Regions from separate parts of the Ovis aries genome. Here region 1 is linked to region 2. The links are chromatin contacts, called in public Hi-C maps. All regions are on one chromosome and are shown on one strand. The core of a region is the stretch at or near the end of the contact, and the rest is flanking DNA. Distances in the headings are between cores, read along the strand shown.

Region 1 (3,179 bases), core at 41-2,540, 74 kb after region 2:
TACTTATGGCCGATTCATGTCATTGTATGACAGAAACCAACATAACATTATAAAGCAATTATCCTCCAGTTAAGAATAAATTTTTAAAAAGGTTAAAACACACACACACAAGATAACATAGGCAGCACAAGCTCTAGAAACCAGTGCCTTTCACTGTATGCCTCTGCCCCTAAAAGTTATATTGGAAATTAAAAGATCAGATACACCTTTGTGTTCCTAAGTATCTGTTTAGGAAATGGTTTATGGTGGTGAAAAGAGCACAGCTTTGCTGCTCTCGGACCTGACTGGCATGAACATAAAGACTGCATCATTGATTAGCTAGATTTGATCCAGATTTGATCCCTGGTTCTGGAAGATCCCTGGACAAAGGAAAGCCTACCTACTCCTGGAGAATTCCACGGACAGATGAGGCTAGCGGTCCATGGGGTCACAAAGAATCAGACATGACTGAGCAACTAAATGCACACATCCTCTCTGAAGTTTTCTCACTTGTAAAACAGGAATTAAGAACTCCTTCCCAGCTTTATCACAAATAAGTCAAACATATAGTATGTGCTCAGTAAATTAAATAGTAATTATAATTATTAACTGCATTTAAAAAATCTTGGACTTTATGTAGAAATAGCTGCAGAGGGGATAAAAAGATATGTTAGAGTTTCTTTGCATGAAATAATCTTGCAAAGGTTGTTTTTGGTTTCCATTCATTGAAAACACAAATAAACCCCAACTGAAGCACTTCTTAGGAAGGAATGAATGGATTTCCAATCTGTGTTTTCTTGTTTACAGTGGAAAATATGCCATGCAAGGAAAACACAGGTGGTTAACTGATCAGTGCCTTCTATTTTTATCATATGCATAGGGCTCTAAGCATACAAACGCAAATATTTTAAGTAACAGAAAATGAAGACTAACTTCTCAAGGTTAAATGGCTTCAGGTTTCCTATACCAAATTTAGACTTTTTTTCTTTCCGCCATTTCTTGAAAAAGAGCTCCAGATCCCACACAAGCTGAATTCCAAAACAATTAAGAAAAACAAAACAAAAAAAGCTCACGATTAGCATTTTTAAAGAAACGTTTCTTTTCCCTTGGGGTCTTTTTGTTTTGTTCTGCATCCTTTTTGTTTTGCAAAAAGAGTATCCCAATTGGGAGAGGAAAGCAGCCTCCGCGGGTTGTGTGTTTGTGAAACGAAGATGGGAACAGAGACGCGGCAGGTCCCCGGAGAAGCTGGCCGCCCCCGCGTCCCCAGCCCCCGGGCGGGCTTGTGCGGACGTGTCTCGGGCGTGACCTCTGAGCAGCTGCGCCACCGGCTCAGCCTCGCGGCGGGAGAAACCCGAGCTCCCAACAAAACAGTTCCATCTTTGGCAAGTCCTCTGGCATTTAAGGCGCTGCCGGTGGGGAGAGAGACCGCGTGCCTGAGAGGCTCTGGGAACTCGCTAGCCTTCCCCTCCTTGGTGTTACGTTTCTGAAGGGTCTGAGCATCTGCGGTGGAGCCTCGAGTGTCTGGCCGAGTGGGGGCGGGGGCGAAGCCGGCCGTGGGATCTTCCTGGAGACCCGAGCGAGTCTGGTTCTCCATCCTCCCTGGGATGCGCCTCAGGACTTGATTTTTCCTTCTTTTTTCCCTTTCTTTTCGGCCGATACTATGTGGGCAACAGGGGCTGAGAAAATTTAAACCCTTACAAGAAGAAATCTTTCTAATAAAATCTTTCCCTCCCCCAAACTGATTCAGGTTGTCACTTTAAAAGTGCCCCTACCTGCCTGAAGTGCTGGTGTGCAAAGTTGAAACTGACAGAAGATAACCCGTTCTTTCAGGGAAAGACTCTGAAAGAGGCTCCATCGTAGTAGTTAACATTTACTGGGTGCTTCCTCTCTGCTAACCATTTTAATGCAATAATTCATTTAGTCTTCACAACAATCCAAAAGCAGGAATTATTATCACCGATCTCCAGGCAACAGAAGAGGCGCAGAGAGGTTCTGTAACTTGCTAAGGATCACACAGCTAGTAAATGGTAGAGCTGGGATTAAAACTTAGGCAGTCTGTGCTTGTAACTGCTGTGCTCACTGGACGAAAGATCCTGTTCTTGAATTCCTCCCCTGGCACACCGTATCTCAGCAAGGTGGAGAAACAAGCTCTGAGAAGTTGGGAAATAAGAAGTGACAAGGTCAGGATCTTCTGAAATGTCCTGACTTAATCGGAAGGAGCTGGGGCCCATGGCCGGGGTGGGGGTCGGGGGGTGTATACAACATTTATCAGGAATTGTGTATGTCCTGCTTTGGACATGTTGATGGTTTGTTAATACTCACCCTGTCATTCCCTGGAAGGGTTCCCTGGCAATTCGACTTATAGGAAAGTCATAGGACAGGCAGTGACAAGAGGTGAGGGTTGTAGTCAAGCGGCTACAAGCATTAGTCTGAAAAAAGGAGGGGTGTGAGCATGACATAAGGCTTCCCAGGTGGCTTAGTGGTCAAGCAGGAGATGCAGGTTCGATCCCTGGGTTGGGAAGATCCCCTGGAGGATGATATGGCAACTCACTCCAGTATTCTTGCTTGGAAGATCCCAAGGACAGGGGACATCCCCTTTATGGTATGCAGGAATAAAGAGTGGGATGAGTCGTTAGAGGATGCCGCTTTGGAGGAGAGGGCAGTGAGAAAGCCAAAGTTCTGGAATGGTTGGGAGGCTCATTTCTCTGCAGTATGGAAGAGCTAGAAGCTTGACTTTCCTCACACACACACAAACTTCAGGAAGTTCACTTCCCACTGGTCTGAATGCCTGTCTAGACTAATCTTCACTCACAGGTTCTATTACCTGTTTATGGTAATGGCCTCTCTGGTGCCATTTTATACCTGTGAAAGTATGCGTGCATGCGCCTACCGCGAGGTAGGAAGAGTCTTTTCCATGTGGCTCCCACTCCGGGTACCAGAGTGAGGGTCCTGGCTCACAGCAGCAGTGCAGAAGGTGCCACTGCCACCCACCTTTACGAGGACAGTGATCAGGGCACAGAGCAGCCTTGGGGCTGTACCTGGGTGTTACCAGGCCAACCCTCAGAGTACAGTGTTCCTTTAGACGGGTTAACTGTGGTGGGACATGATACCTTTTGTGGGATCCTTTACACTTACTGGCTGTGTGACCTTTGGCAAGTTACTTAACTTTGCTGTGCTTTGGTTTTGTTGTCAGCAAAATG
Region 2 (3,315 bases), core at 66-2,565:
ACCCCCGCGCGATGTGACCTTGGATAGTGCCCTTCCCCCTCTTCTGCACCATCCGAGCCTTATTTCCCCTTATGTAGCGGGCGAGGAGGGCGTGCTAAACTAGATGACCCCAAGCTCCACGCAGCTTAAAAACCACCACGGTTCTAAATCCTTTCACCCCCCCCCCCATCCGCTTCCCCCACTGCCAAGCCGCCCGCCGCCCGCCGCCCTCGCCACTACAACCTCTCTCCCTCCCTTTCCGGAACAGTAACAACTTGGAGTTGTGGCTATAAATAAGCCCCAGACCGTGGGAACGCAAGAGTGAGCCAAGGCAGTAAAATGTAGCTGAATGCCTCTCACAACCACGGGCGGAAGTCTGGAAGAAATCACCGCGGGGCGAGAGAGACGCCCGCAGAGGGGGACGCGGCGAGCCGCTCTCACCCGTCATCTGTGCCCGCTGCAGGTTCCGGAGGTGTTTCACTGTCATTTCCAGAATGTCCGCCTTCTCCAGCTTGGAATGCCGCGAACTCTGCACAGAAGAGGAGGCAAAGGAGGAAAGTGAGAGCCTCGCCAGAGGTTTCGGAATGGTGGGGGTCCGTCCCTCCCCCTGGCCATGGCGGCGACAGCCCTAGACCTCGGCTAGAGGGGCCCAGCTCTCCCGCCTCTGAGAATGCAGTGCAGGCAGGGAAGACCCCGCAGGCAAGGGGATTTCATTCTTAATACCTGGGAGAGAGAGAAAAAAAGAATTACCCACTTACATCTTTTTTAAGAGCATCCAAAATCAGTGTTTTTAGCTGGCTCAGACTTTCATTTATTCTTGCTCTTCGTCTTTTCTCCATGATAGGCTTTGATGACTGTAAAGAAAATTTTTAAAAAAGAGCGCTTGAGTTCCCATGGGACCTGCCATTTCTCCCCGCGATTTTAAGGGAGAAAAGAGCCCCAACCCCGACTTAATTTCTTGGGGGTGCAGGGAAATACAGGTACTGCCCTTACCTTTCTGTGCTCAGATGCTGTCTTTGGTTTATCCGGTGTCGTGTTGACACTGGCTGGGGTAGCAGCCACCGGGGACGAGGAGTTTTTCTCCATTATATCAGCTGGCATTTTCTTTTTCTTTTTTTAATCCCTAGAGAATTTTATTTTTGGAGTTCTTCACACACAAAAAAATTGTCTTGCTTATGTCCCTTTTACTTTATACTTTCTCAAAACTACTGAGCAAGTGCTGAGGGTTTATTATAATATCTTATGGCTACTTGGTGATCGGTAGCGCAATTCCAGGACCAAGGAGAGAGGTAGACGGGGGATTCCGCTGTTATCAGCACCAGCTCCGGATCCTGTGTGATCCCCAGGCCCTGGCGGCCTCTATATATATCTGGGACTGCACGCGAACGGCTCGTGTGAAACTTCCCAAACTTTCTTTCCCACAGTAACTTTCAGCCAATGGGAGGAGGAGACACGCGGCACCGCTCGTGGACCGCGCCCCCCCATTGGCCGCCAGGCACAAGGCCTGGCGGCCAATGGCGCGCGCCTGAGCCCGGGGCACCAGAGGCTACAACGTCAATCAAAAGGATTTTAACCCTTTGCTACTCTCCCTGCTGGCCTTTGCTTTAGAAAGGATTTTTCCGCATTGGGTTTGCTCTAGTCTAGTTTATTTCTCTTGGGGCTTCGGCCTTTGCTCTTTATTTCCTTTCATATGTAATAGAGCTGCTTTGCCAGTAATAAGTTCATTTGAAATATATATTTTTAAAGGTTTAGAAGGACAGGGATTAAAGGTTATAAATGCAGTGGTTAGAACGGGGGAATGTAAGGGTGTGAGTTACGAAAAGATCTAAGTGATTTCCCTCTCAGACTCCGCACGTTCGGGGGAGGAGGGGGGTGAAAGTTGACCGTGCAAAAAAGGGCAAAAAATTTTCCTTTTGCATGCAGAAAAGGAAAATGTGCCTCCATCTTATATTTGCAGGTTTTTCAGAGCAAGGTGGTTTTCGATCCCCGCACCCCTCCCCCGGTCCGTCCCTCATTTTTCCTCTGGAGTTGGGGGCCTCGGACCCCGCGCTTCCCCAGGAAACAATCAGAATAATTTCCAACTGAGCAGAAAGGAAATGGAATTTCAAATGAAAGGTTAACAAGGGGGACTTTGATGGCAATGCCTCAAGGACGCACGCACGTCCTTGCCAACTTTTCCCTTTCCATCCGCCCCCTCTCGGTTCTGCAGCGCGCCGAGGCGGCCTGCCGAGCGGCAGCCTCTCCCTCCTTCCCGCCCCGCGGGCGGCCAGGGCAGCCTCGGCACCCGGCGCGCGCGGGCCCTTTAAGAGCTACACCAGCCGAGCTGCAGTTTGACATCAGCCGGCCGGCGAGGGCGCGCCTGGAGCCGGAGCACGTGCCAGGATGTTTTATTGCCGCCGCGACTGCGGCCGGGCAGGGAGGATGTGTGTGTGTGCGTGCGTGTGTGAGTGTGTGCGCGCGCCCCGGGGGCAGGGAGGCGGGGGGCGGCGGCGGGCGGCGGAGCGCGGGGGCTGGTTCCTGGTCCCCGGGAGAAGCCAAGAAGGTAAATAGCAGCTGCTGTGCTCGAGCCTGGGAAAACCCCGCCCCCTGCGCCTGGCCTGGGCTCATTGGCGCGCGCTGCGTGTGGGGTGTGTGTGTGTGTCCCCGGGCCCCCCCCTCTCCTCCGGCCCCCGCCGGGCCTGGAATCCGAGGGGGCGGCGGGCTGGGAGCCTAGCCCAGGCGCTGACCAACCGCCCCCACCCCAACTACCCCCGGGCCAAGGTCAGCCCTTCCGGGCGGGGAGCGCACGCCCTGGGGTGGAGAGTGGGGAATTATTCCAACCCCCCCCTCCACCCCTGATTTCGGGCTTGAGGTTTTAACTCCGCCGAAAGCCTCACTTGCAACAGCCCGGGGGAGGGGTGGGGACCTTCTTGTTTGCTCCCTGCCCTGGCCCTCCCTCCCCCCGCGGGGCCCCCGGCGCCCGCCGTGGTCACGAGATGCCTGACCGCACTTAGGAAGCGGCCGGGTCAGCCTCCTGCCTCCGCTCGGCGGCTGCGGTTAAAGCGGCTTCGCGCCGCCCGCCTTCTCTCCGAGTCCAGGGAGGCCGGGCAGCTCCCCCTCGCTGCACCCGGGAGGCCGCCGGCGGGCGGCCGGGAAGAGGCGGGCGGCGCGGGCGGCTGCGTGCTGCCGGCTGGCCGGGCCGCGCGCCGGGAGGAGCCGCCGCCGCCGCCGCCGCCGGGTGCCACGTGGCGGGCGCCGGGCCGGGAGCGCCAGGGCTCTGGCGGCGGCCTCCCTGGGGGATTTGCCGCGCAGGGCGGGCGACGCGCACTGTCCCGGCCGGCCGCCGTCGCCCCCGCC

The links. A called contact is a pair of places that touch in the nucleus more often than the background predicts.
Region 1: a contact with region 2 is called in a Hi-C map of liver, with 5 times the contacts expected there. The contact joins the enhancer-like site here to the promoter of HES1 in region 2. A contact is called at or near these places in 2 of 16 Hi-C or Micro-C datasets (both in liver).

Annotation. Positions count from the first base shown.
Region 1 is chr1:194,258,246-194,261,424 of ARS-UI_Ramb_v3.0, forward strand. The region is part of intron 2 of LOC114113790 (a long non-coding RNA gene); the gene reads left to right. Among named protein-coding and RNA genes, the nearest start is that of HES1, 74 kb to the left of the region's middle. Within about 2 kb of position 1,291, at least 5 of the 54 cell types and tissues checked have an H3K27ac peak or open chromatin away from gene starts, as enhancers often do. A contact at or near this core is called in liver, where this site is marked.
Region 2 is chr1:194,184,702-194,188,016 of ARS-UI_Ramb_v3.0, forward strand. It overlaps HES1 (hes family bHLH transcription factor 1), which reads right to left and starts at 1,316. Exons shown (of 4, transcript XM_004003033.5): 1 at 973-1,316; 2 at 738-833; 3 at 421-508. The coding sequence starts at 1,080. LOC121816684 (a long non-coding RNA gene) reads left to right here and starts at 2,369. Exons shown (of 2, transcript XR_006056345.2): 1 at 2,369-2,521.